3 separate regions of the Mus musculus genome follow, and regions 1 and 2 are each linked to region 3. The links are chromatin contacts, called in public ChIA-PET and promoter capture Hi-C maps. All regions are on one chromosome and are shown on one strand. Each heading gives the region's core, a stretch centred on a gene start, on an enhancer-like site or on the middle of the called end of the contact. The rest is flanking DNA. Distances are from core to core; before and after follow the strand shown.

Region 1 (3,583 bases), core at 135-2,634, 230 kb after region 3:
ATGTGGGAAGTACCCAGCTTCAAGTATTTTGTTATAGTCACAAAATGACCATATGTATATATTTTAAGAATAATTTATCCCTAGTATGTTGAATTTATTCTATTCTATAATGAGTCTTTTAGCCTTAGAATTTACTATATCTCATAAGCGACTGTTATTTTAATTATTTTTTTCTTTTTTCTGGGTATTATTGTCACGTGCCTGGTTGTTTTGCCTTCATGTATATGGTTATAACATTGACTGATCCTTTTCCACCTACCTCCAAAATTTTCATACTTTTTGATGTGATGAATCAGTAATGATACATACAATTAGAGAATTAAAAATCCAGAGCATAATCACTGTTGTTAATGGGAAATTTTTTTAGTAATATTCAGTAGATTTTTGGTACTTTCAGGTGTCTGTGCCTTAACCAGTCACTTTGGTGTGTTGCGTTTCTTACATGTTTGGTCGTTGCATTAGTGGGTGTCTATTTGCTGTTCCATTTCTCCCCTCCACCTGTGTGAATTTATTTGTGCTGAGTCCCATTTCTTTTAATGTTGAGAGCTGCAGTTTACCATACACTGTCCAGGTGGTAACGACTGGACGCCACCTGGACTCAGGCGATCTCTAGACTCAGATATTATTCTTCTTCTGCTTATGTCCAGAGAATCTTTCTCTGAATGTAATATTCCCCTTAACCCACTCACTGAGTTTTTAATTTCTCTGATTATATTTTTTCAAGAGGCCCGTTTGGATCTTTTTTAATTATTATCATTTAATCTACCTGATTACTTTTCTGCTTTGATTCATATTTTTAAGCAGTAGTTTGAACGTTTGCGTTTTCATGCTCAACTGTGATTTCCCACTATCTGAGGTTTTAGAAGGGCCACATAGTCACTTTTATATGTTGTTGTTTGGTTTTGTGCTTGGAAGATTTTGGTTGTAAGCCCATGACTCACTTAACTGAGTGTGTGGGAATGCTGAAGCCTTAAACTGGGCAGGCTTTCCTCCCAAAAGGATTTGCATTCATGCAGAATACAGACTATGAGTCCTTTTTTATTAGGTACACAAAAGTGCCTCTGACCTTGGCCACTCGGGCCCTGTTCTCATGCTGGGGACCAACATTCCGGTTTCTGCCCTCTGGTCTTGCACTTTGACAGATGCCTGACTCCTTATTAGCTGCACTTCTACCTTTCTGCTTTTGCCTCATTTATATTCATTTTCTCTCTCCCTCTGCCTCCCTCCCTCTTCCTTCCTTTTCTCCTTTTTTCCTCTGTTCCCTCCCCTCCTTGTGGACCTTCCATTCATTGCCTTTTGCTGAACGCCACTAAACTGCTCTTCCATTGGCTCAGAATTCAGCTGATGTTTGTAATCAGTCTCCTGAGGAGCCAGCCCACCCTGGCTCTGGAAACCCTGCTTAGTTGCCAGGCATCAATACTCTGCGTACACATCATGCATGCGCTTGTGATACGGGAAAGGCGGTCTGACACCTGTGTTATTCAACTATGGCAAACGTTTGTAAGATACAGCCTCTGAGCTCTCACGTCTCTTGATACTTGAAATACATGTTGACCATCCCAAATCCCAAACTCTGAAATCCCAAATTCTCTCAATCTGAAATATACTGAGCTCAACTTTTTTAGATCTCAGGTGTTCATGCTGAAGGAGTAAAAGTCGGCAAATATCCCAGCAACCTCAAATTTCTCAGATGTGAGACTCTTCTGGTGTCAAGTGCGTCAGAGACTTTGCTAGTACTAAACTACCTTGTCCAGTGGGGATGCTAATGTCCATTAAATGACGGTGAGGCAGAGGGAAGCAGAGTGTGTCCTATGCTCTCTCTCCAAGTCCCCTGCAATACCTTTGGGCGTTCCTTAGAACTCCCCAGAAAGAGGTCAGCTTGGAAGAATGGCTCTCGAAATATCTCATCAGCTGTCATCTATCTCATCGGCGGCTGTCAATGGAGAGGGGAGAGGGATGGTAGTGGAGGGTTAGTGGGAAATCCTGGGCCTTAATTTTCTCCTTTAAGGGTTATCAGCGCTCTCTCTCTCTCTCTCTCTCTCTCTCTCTCTCTCTCTCTCTCTCTGTTCTATCAGAGATCCTATTTTCTACATAACTACACTCTTTCTAAATAAAAGTAGGAAGTTCATATAAATGGAGTATTGTTGGTGTTCCAAGATCAAAATTTCCAAACATCTATCTTTGGTGTATGTTACAGAAGTAAATAAATAATAGCCCCTTTCTCCCAACCACCCACCAACCATGGAGTGCCTGGTCTGTAGTGGGCACTTAACATATGTGTCTCATGGGATCTTTACAGAAGCCTGATAAGAACAGTGTTGCCTTCATCTGGCCAGTCAGAAAAGCAGATATCAGCATTGAAAATCTATCTCATCTACAACCCCGAGCTGTGTCTACATTGGGCGCTGCTTTTAGGAGCTGTTTTGGTCACTTATTAGACCAAATGAGCGCACACACTAATAGAATTGCCAGCTTTTAAAATGTTTAGTTTCCCATGACTGGCCCCTGGATGACGAGCTTTGTTATTGTTACCTCTGTAAAAGATCAGAACAAAATAAAACAGTCTGTCCCCCCACTGTCCCCTTTTGCCATTCAGAAGTGAAGAAATTACCAAAAAGTATTGATTGGGACAACAGTCAAGGGTAACACAGAGTCAACTCTGTCCCTGTGTGTAGATAAGGATAAATGTGGAATATTGTTCCATGTTTTCTTTATATTGTGTGACTTTAAAATAGCCTTTCAGCATCAGGCTTGCCTTGACTCTATAAGGTGAGGTGTGCCTCTGCTCACGTCTTACATGTGCTAGGATGTTCATCTACATCACTAGAAGAGGGATATTTTTCATTGTGGATATTTTTGGTTTGGAGGAAAACAATTGTAAAAGGCTTCTTTTTTAAAGGGGCAACTGATTTGGTGGGTCTGTTAGCTTAATTGACCATAATAATCAAAGTGACCATTCCCGCATGAAGAAGTGCACTTAAACACCACACTGTCCACATACAATGAAATCCATACAACAAGAACAAGCAAAAATAGTCAATCCCAGAATATACTACAAAGAAGGGCCTGGAAATCTTAGTTGTAGTTACTAGTGTTTGCTGTGTTTGCTTCTTGTCTTTCCATGGGTTGTATGTGCATCCACAGAAGGATGTCCAGACAATGGGACACTGTGGATGACAGCGTGGGACATGTGAAGTAAAAGAGGGGCAGGTCCTGACGGAGGCACTGTGGCAGTCCGGAAGGATGTATTTGCTCAGGTCTTAATTTGACAATCAGCTGTTTACTTTTGAATGATCAAGAGCCCTGTTTGTCTCCTTAGCAGTGGACTGTTGATCATTTTCCACTCATGGTCATGAAGCAACTGATAGGAGGTTCTAGAGCTGCAGATGTTGAAAGATCATTTTTGTTGTTTGCTAACAAAGACATTCCTGTGAGCAGGCAGTTTGGTTGTTTTTTTTGTTTTTTGTTTTTGTTTTTTTTTTTTGGTTTTTTGTTTCTTTGTTTGTTTTTAAGTCTCCTTTGAAAGATTCTTAAACAAATGTATTCTTTGTTGACATAAAATTAAAAGAAAGAGAGTTAACCA
Region 2 (3,502 bases), core at 660-3,159, 200 kb after region 3:
ATCATCCTGAGTGAGGTAACACATTCACAAAGGAACTCACACAATATGTACTCACTGATAAGTGGATATTAGCCCAAAACCTAGGATACCCAAGATATAAGATACAATTTCCTAAACACATGAATCTCAAGAAAAATGAAGACTGAAGTGTGGACACTATGCCCCTCCTTAGAAGTGGGAACAAAACACCCTTGGAAGGAGTTACAGAGACAAAGTTTGGAGCTGAGATGAAAGGATGGACCATGTAGAGACTGCCTTATCCAGGGATCCACCCCATAATCAGCATCCAAACGCTGACACCATTGCATACACTAGCAAGATTTTATCGAAAGGACCCAGATGTAGCTGTCTCTTGTGAGACTATGCCGGGGCCTAGCAAACACAGAAGTGGATGCCCACAGTCAGCTAATGGATGGATCACAGGGCTCCCAATGGAGGAGGTAGAGAAAGTACCCAAGGAGCTAAAGGGATCTGCAACCCTATAGGTGGATCAACATTATGAACTAACCAGTACCCCGGAGCTCTTGACTCTTGCTGCATATGTATCAAAAGATGGCCTAGTCGGCCATCACTGGAAAGAGAGGCCCATTGGACACACAAACTTTATATGCCCCAGAACAGGGGAACGCCAGGGCCAAAAAGGGGGAGTGGGCGGGTAGGGGAGTGGGGGTGGGTGGGTATGGGGGACTTTTGGTATAGCATTGGAAATGTAAATGAGCTAAATACCTAATAAAAAATGGAAAGAAAAAAAAAAGAACCAAAAAAAAAAAGGAGTTAGCATAGAGAAATCATGATAAAATGTAAGAGGTGAATGCTGATGGTCTTAATTGATTACTACATGTATTCTATCAGTTCCCTCACAGTAGCTATGCTCTATAGACCTGGACTCATCCCGGAGAACAATGGACAACTTCACTGGATACGCAACCTCTGAAGATGGCAACAGATATTGTGTACATGTGCCATTTCTGGAGCAAGCCCCTTGTTATTCAGCAAAATTCCTTAGAAAGTCCTACTTTAAAGAAGAACGATCAGAGGATCTCATTAAACCTAGGTACTGCGTCACATGAATGAGCACTTGGCTAGTCTTACTAGTAGGATTGAATAAAAGGCCCTTTTACCACAATATGAAGCCAGAAAAGATAGCCCTTCCTACCAAGCCACAATAACATACAATGATATTCAATTCTGTGCCAGGGCTCCGATTCATTTTTGTGTTAAAATCAAGAGTTTCACATTGTGACTTTAATCTTATCAGAGACTTCTAAAGCAAATAGCACAGAATGAAAAACCTCGATTGTGTAACTTCTGTTTTTGCTGGCTATGAAATACCAAGTATCCGTTTCTTTAAAAACCCACTTCCAAATAACCATGACTATGACCTGCCTATTCACGAGTCTGGAATCTTCAAGTTTTGATTTCATTACAGAACGTGATACTTTTTAACAAAGCTCATCTATCTGGGCTTCTAGTTTATTATGATCATATACTACTATTTTTATGTTCCCAATTCTCAATGAGAGAGGGAGAGAAAGAGGGAGGGAGGGAGAGAGGGAAGAAGAGGAAAAGAATCCTGCTTAGAAGAAACCTCAGAAATGTCCCCCACCCCACCCCCAGATTGGGTTCTGCCAAGGAAAAGGGGCATTTCCCCTCTGCCAAACCCTGCGTCTCCGACCCACGCCCACCCACCCCAGCGGGCAAGCGTGTAATCCACGTGCGCGCGCGCCCTGATCCTGACCCTGACCTTTCAGAAGCTTGGAGTTAGACACCGCCTTCCTGGAGTCTCTGCGCGCCCGCCCGCCGAGCCGTGACAAACGCTCCAGGCGAGGGTCGCGAGCACGAGGGAGGGGCGGGACGGCCCCCGCCCCTCGCTGCCCCGCCCCACTCCGCCCCGCCCCTCCGCCTCTACTCAGAGGGGTGCCCACGTGCCCAGCCCGCCTTCTGCAAGCTCGGCGGCGGGAGCTTCTGTCTGCGCGGACCTGGAAAGGCTGCTGCTGCTGCTCGTCCAACCTTCGCGAGCTTGGAATCCGCAGAGCGCTGCAGCCTCTCGCTCGCCCGTGCCTGTTCCCGTCCCCGTCGCGCGGCCAGGGCACTGCCCCAGTAAGTTGCGGGTAGAGCGCGGGGGCCCCCCGAAGGGAAGCGAGCGGTGGAGCGCGGGCGTTCAGGCCGCGTCCAGCTGCTTGCAGCTGCCCGGAGGCCTCGCTCCAGCGACTGCTGAGCGGAGCGTCGGGGGCACTGGGGACGGGGACTGCCGCTCAGGACCCTGGGTCTCCGGCCTGCACCCGGGGCTACTACCCTCCTCCTCTTGTCGGTCCCCGGTGCCGCTGGCTGACTCTCACTCGAGGCGTGCAGATCCCGCAACGGCCACGCGGGTCGCAGAACTTGGACATAGGGACTGGGACTCCCCGAGTGTTCCTAGTCACTAGAGTTCTGGGAGACCCTGGGTATCTCTCTCTGGAAGGGTAGCCCGCCTCCACACCCTGCAGGAGGAGTGGTCCCCCAAGTCGTCTTTCACTCCCTTGGGGTTCTTGGTTTAAATTTGGAACAAGACTTGGATCGCCACGAAGCCTTTTCCCATCTTGCTGTGGATTGGGTAAGTCAGGTAAAATGACCTCCCCTGGGGGAGTCTCTATGGGTGTTTTAAAGTAAATAAGTGCAGTACTAAGCACTTGAGTTGTTCTGTGTGCCTTTTAATACCGTTTCACGAAGTCTTCAGCCTTGAGTACCTTAAAACCTTCGTTTCAGATAGTGGATTCGACTAGTCTGCACCGCCTTCAGTTGTCCCATATGTGCAGTGTAAGGTAATCCTATAATTATTTCAAAGAAATAGGTGCTATAAAAGTCATAGATGACTCTCAAACTAAAAACTGCCTAGATGCCAGAAGTAGAGTTAATCCAATACAAACTTTAAACTATGAAAAACTGTCTTCAACGCCATTTAGGTAATGACTTCCTTGGGACTACAGTATTAGATCCATGTGGGTCCGTTCTTCGCTAGAATGGAGCAGACTCTACGACTTGGGCTGTGTAGTTAAGTGTGTCTGCCCTGAAACTTCGTTCTTGCCTGAGGCATGCTTTTGAAATGTGTTTTTCTTTTCTGCCTCCATATTAATATTTGTATTCTTGGTAAAGAGCAATACTTTGTTGTCTCTGGCTAGGAGCTGTACTGTTGGAGAACGTTCTATTTTATTTATATATATACTTTTTGTGCGCTTAGATCTTTCTTTTCTTCTAATCACACCAAAATAGAATAAAGAAATGATACATCCTCTCAAAGGAACATTTTCCCGTTCCTTATACTAAAATGTTGCAGCTTGGCAACCATCCAGGAGCGAATCCCGAGGCAACCTTACATGTTTGCTCCTTTGCTCCTCATGGTCTTCCCCCTGTGAGTGTCATTTACATTAAGGCATCTTAATCTTTGGGGCTGTGTCCTGACTGAAGATCAGATTAGAGCTTCTTGGTATCTGCAGAGATTCAGTTTGCAGAACCCTGACCTTCA
Region 3 (3,748 bases), core at 376-2,875:
GGCGTGGAGAAGAGTGTCTTCAGAGCCTAATATCATTTGCTCTACAATGAACTATACTACCAACCCCACAATGTACATACACATATTTAAATTTAGATGATCACATTTATTAGAACACAGATAAGAAAACTCAGAAAACTTGATTAAAATTTCATGCTAAGGAAATTGACAAAAAGATCTTAATAACTACTTGAAGGCTATGGAAAGAATTATTTGAGAATACTAAAGGCTGGCCTGGAGAGATAACTTAGCAGTTAAGAGCACTAGCTGCTCTTCCAAAGGACCTGGTTTCAATTCTCAGCACCCACTTGGGAGTCTGTCCCACAGATGTCCAAGAATCTGACACTCTCTTCTGGCCTTTGTGGGTAGTAGGCACATACATGATGCACAGACATACATGCAGGCAAAACACTCATACATATAAAATAGTACAGTAATAATAATACAAAAAGCATGCTTTTTCATGGCACATCTGAGACATTCCGACCCATGCTATTTCATATGTATGTTGAAGCCTAGACATGCCAGGAGAAGACACACACACACACACACACACACACACATACACACGTATATATATGCATATACATATCTATGAATATATATCTCTTTGGATTAGCAGAAAGTAACTGAAAAATCTCAGATCTTTTTGTTTTTATGTTTAACTGTGTATATATTCACTTAACTACATTATCCATGGAGGACAGAAGATGGTCTTAGATTCCCTGGTGCCAGAGTGATAGGGGGTTGTGAGTTGCTCAACATAGGTGCTAGGAACTAAACTTGGGTCTTCCCCAAGAGCAGCATGTGCTCTTAACCACTGAGTCATCTCTACAGTCTGTGGAGACCCTTTTCTGCGACCTCATCTGATCAGTTTGGTGCGTTCCAGGCATTTGTGAGTCTATTACAAACTTTGAGTCCTATCTGAGCCAGAACACATGACACATGGATGCACCATTATATTATTCTCTCCATCCTCCAAGATTTGAGATGCCCTAACACTTAAGATGCAAAACAAAACAAAAACAATCCTACCACCCACACTGGGAAAATGCTCTAAAACATTCTCATTGATCCCCACCTTTCTCTGTAAACCAACCAGGGTAACTTCCCAAAGCTTTCTTTCGCCTCCTGTATGTTAGTTTATAAAGACAATGTTAGAGCCCTGGATTCACTTTCTCTTCAAGATGCAGCCCAAGGCATAACATGAGTACCAAGAGCCGGGTTCCCTCTCCAGATTGCCTGGGTTCACAGCTTCCTAGTGCTCCTTTTCCTTAACCCAAAGGGTTGCAATGCCAGGCAACACTGCAATGTTTCCCGTGGCGTCTGGGTTAGAAGGGGGCACCCCCTTAGGCTGTGATTAAGAGGTAAGCTTTCTTTTCATGATGAGTTTTCTGGGTAAGCAGAAATACCAAGTGAGGCAAGACACATGGGATGCAAACTGTGCTATGAAGCAGGATGGCACCTGACAAACTGTGTAAGTCAATCCCCTTTCTCTGACGATGGTGACACACTGCAGCCTAAATGTCCTCTCCCTCCACGGAATTCCCCCTACACTGACGTTACTACCGTTGAGGGAGCTGATCACCTTTACTGTGTGTATAACCTTGCCTGTTGACGGTCAGGTGACTCTGTTCCAAGTGAACAGTCACTTTAGAGTTTGTTTTCCTTCATTGATCTCCACAGCCAAGGCCAACTGAAAGTGCGTCAAGTGACAAAGCTTTTCGGGATACCTGTGTCACAAGTTGTTTGACACTTTAAGTCAACAGTGATTATTCAATTCCAATTGAGATGTGTGGAAAGCCAGCATGGCTAACCACCTAGTTTTCTGGGGGAAGATTCTAGTGGAAAGGACATTGCTTTTACAAGATAAAACTTTTATTTTGTGTTATGGAAGATTGTACATCTTGTCGGTAACATTCAATGGTGTGCAGCCTTTTCTTGTCATAATAATTATTTTCTAATTATTAGGAGCTAATAACAATCCTCTGATCTTATCCAATGATAACACGATTATTTTTCTAGGTTCATTGGTGGTTTTTCTCTCTTCACCAGAGAACCCCCAAACTATGGTTCTTTTGCACCTTGAAAACTATTTTAAATTATTGAAGAAACTCCCACTGTGCTATTTTGACTTTTATTATAAGAATAAAAATCTAATCCCTTTAGCGAGTGAAATGTTCTACGGGAGAGGTGGATCCATAAGCGGAGACATCAATCAGCCAGTCCTATGAAGAAGGAATCAAAAAAAAAAAGAACAGAAAGTCATCCCTTGATGTTTGTTGTAGTGGATGGACTTAAAAACCTGTCTCGCCATTCCCTGTTCGAGGAAGCAAAAATCAAGGCGGGAAGGGGAGGGTAACAGGGGTGGATAGTGAGGAGGTTGGGGGGTGAAGGGCTGGAGGGATTTCAGATATAAACTCAAAGAAGAATCCTAACATTAAGGATTCTCACAAGAAAGTCGAAAGAAAATAGAGTTTAATCCCAATGGAAGAATCTGAAGTTTGGTAAGTTTTGTAATGTATCTCAATTTTGCTACTTTTTCCTCTGTCTCTTTCCTGCAGGTTCTCAGAGTCTACCTTGTGAAATGTTTTAGGCTAAGAAGAGTCCAGCAACAGCTAACTGAGAGACCTGAATAAAAGGGTAAATTAAAAAAAAGAAAGAGAAAAAGAAAAAGATGAAAACAAGTCTGCTCTGCAAAGTCCGAACCTCCGCATCCCGCGTGGCTCTTCATCAGCATCGGAGATCAAGAGTGTGTTTGTTTGCTCCACAGAAAGAAGCCAGTATGCCCTGAGGGCACTCCAGGTGGATAGTGGCCAACCTGTGATGAGATAGAGGCTACAAAGAATCAATACCTGGAAATCTGTGTAGTACGTAGAGGACAAAACATTCCTGTGGGTTTAGAGACCTTAAAGACTTTTACAGAGAATGAAGACAAACTTTGAGTTGCAGTAAAACCAGGATGTGAGAAATAATAGTCCCCAAAGTATGAAAAATGAGAAAGAGACATCCCAGGTTCAGTTGGAGCTGGGTAGCAGGGCTCCAATGATAACAGTTACAGCCACGATGTTCAGTGCTTCTTTATAAATAGACACCAGGGACAAAGATATTAGGACTTGGTGGACCCAAGGGACAGAAGAACTCTGGGCTTCGGTTTTTCCAGTTGGACTGTTAAGGTACTAATTAATATCCTAGCTCTCCTAATTTCTGTTCTGGACCACCTACAGCTTTTGATGTCAGTCCTCAAAGCTGAGCAAAGGAGTGAGCACACGACAGAGTCACACTAATGAAAGGAACTACAGCTAACAGGATTGGGTATAAGCTGGGGTGGTCCTCTGGCTGCCGCATGAGACAGAGTCAGGGGAATGGTCTAAAAATATGATGGGCGTAGGGTTAGGGATGCAGCTCACTGGTAGAAGTCTTACCTCACATGCATAAGGTCCTGGATAGAAACGCCACCGCAAACAATAATAAAATAAATAAGATACAGCTAATCTGCAGCCCCCACTCTAACATGTCTGTGTGGAAAGCCCAGGAGACTGTACAGCTAAGTGGCATTCTAGGCCCTTCTGTCCAGAGCCAAACACTAAAGCTGTGTGTGTGTAATAGGGCTTGGAGGTGTCACGTAGAAAAAGGCACTCGTGGATAGAACAACCTGCTTCTCCCCACCCCTGACATGTTTTGCCAGTGATTCTTTTCTAGCTCTCAGGAATGGTGGGATTTCAGCACAGCCACACACCAGAGTGGC

What was found. Promoter capture Hi-C pulls out the DNA fragments that hold promoters and counts their contacts. ChIA-PET counts read pairs in DNA pulled down with a chosen protein or histone mark.
Region 1: a contact with region 3 is called in an H3K27ac ChIA-PET map of liver, with 14 times the contacts expected there. The contact joins two enhancer-like sites. A contact is called at or near these places in 8 of 484 Hi-C or Micro-C datasets (liver and nephron progenitors), 10 of 115 datasets of contacts at active chromatin or transcription factors (differentiating embryonic stem cells, embryonic stem cells, fibro-adipogenic progenitors and 3 more) and 1 of 9 other capture datasets (pancreatic islet).
Region 2: a contact with region 3 is called in a promoter capture Hi-C map of liver, with 10 times the contacts expected there. The contact joins the promoter of Slc7a2 here to the enhancer-like site in region 3. A contact is called at or near these places in 6 of 39 promoter capture datasets (cranial neural crest, embryonic stem cells, hippocampal neurons and 2 more), 11 of 484 Hi-C or Micro-C datasets (embryonic stem cells, liver, peritoneal macrophages and 1 more), 16 of 115 datasets of contacts at active chromatin or transcription factors (bone marrow-derived dendritic cells, bone marrow-derived macrophages, embryonic forebrain and 7 more) and 2 of 9 other capture datasets (embryonic stem cells and pancreatic islet).

The regions. Positions count from the first base shown.
Region 1 is chr8:40,884,652-40,888,234 of GRCm38.p6, forward strand. All of the region lies in intron 1 of Slc7a2 (solute carrier family 7 (cationic amino acid transporter, y+ system), member 2), which reads left to right. Among named protein-coding and RNA genes, the nearest start is that of Slc7a2, 24 kb to the left of the region's middle. Within about 2 kb of position 1,385, at least 9 of the 459 cell types and tissues checked have an H3K27ac peak or open chromatin away from gene starts, as enhancers often do. A contact at or near this core is called in hepatocytes and liver, where this site is marked.
Region 2 is chr8:40,860,458-40,863,959 of GRCm38.p6, forward strand. It overlaps Slc7a2 (solute carrier family 7 (cationic amino acid transporter, y+ system), member 2), which reads left to right and starts at 1,910. Exons shown (of 12, transcript NM_007514.3): 1 at 1,910-2,100.
Region 3 is chr8:40,657,671-40,661,418 of GRCm38.p6, forward strand. No RefSeq gene overlaps it. Among named protein-coding and RNA genes, the nearest start is that of Adam24, 16 kb to the right of the region's middle. Within about 2 kb of position 1,626, at least 8 of the 459 cell types and tissues checked have an H3K27ac peak or open chromatin away from gene starts, as enhancers often do. A contact at or near this core is called in hepatocytes and liver, where this site is marked.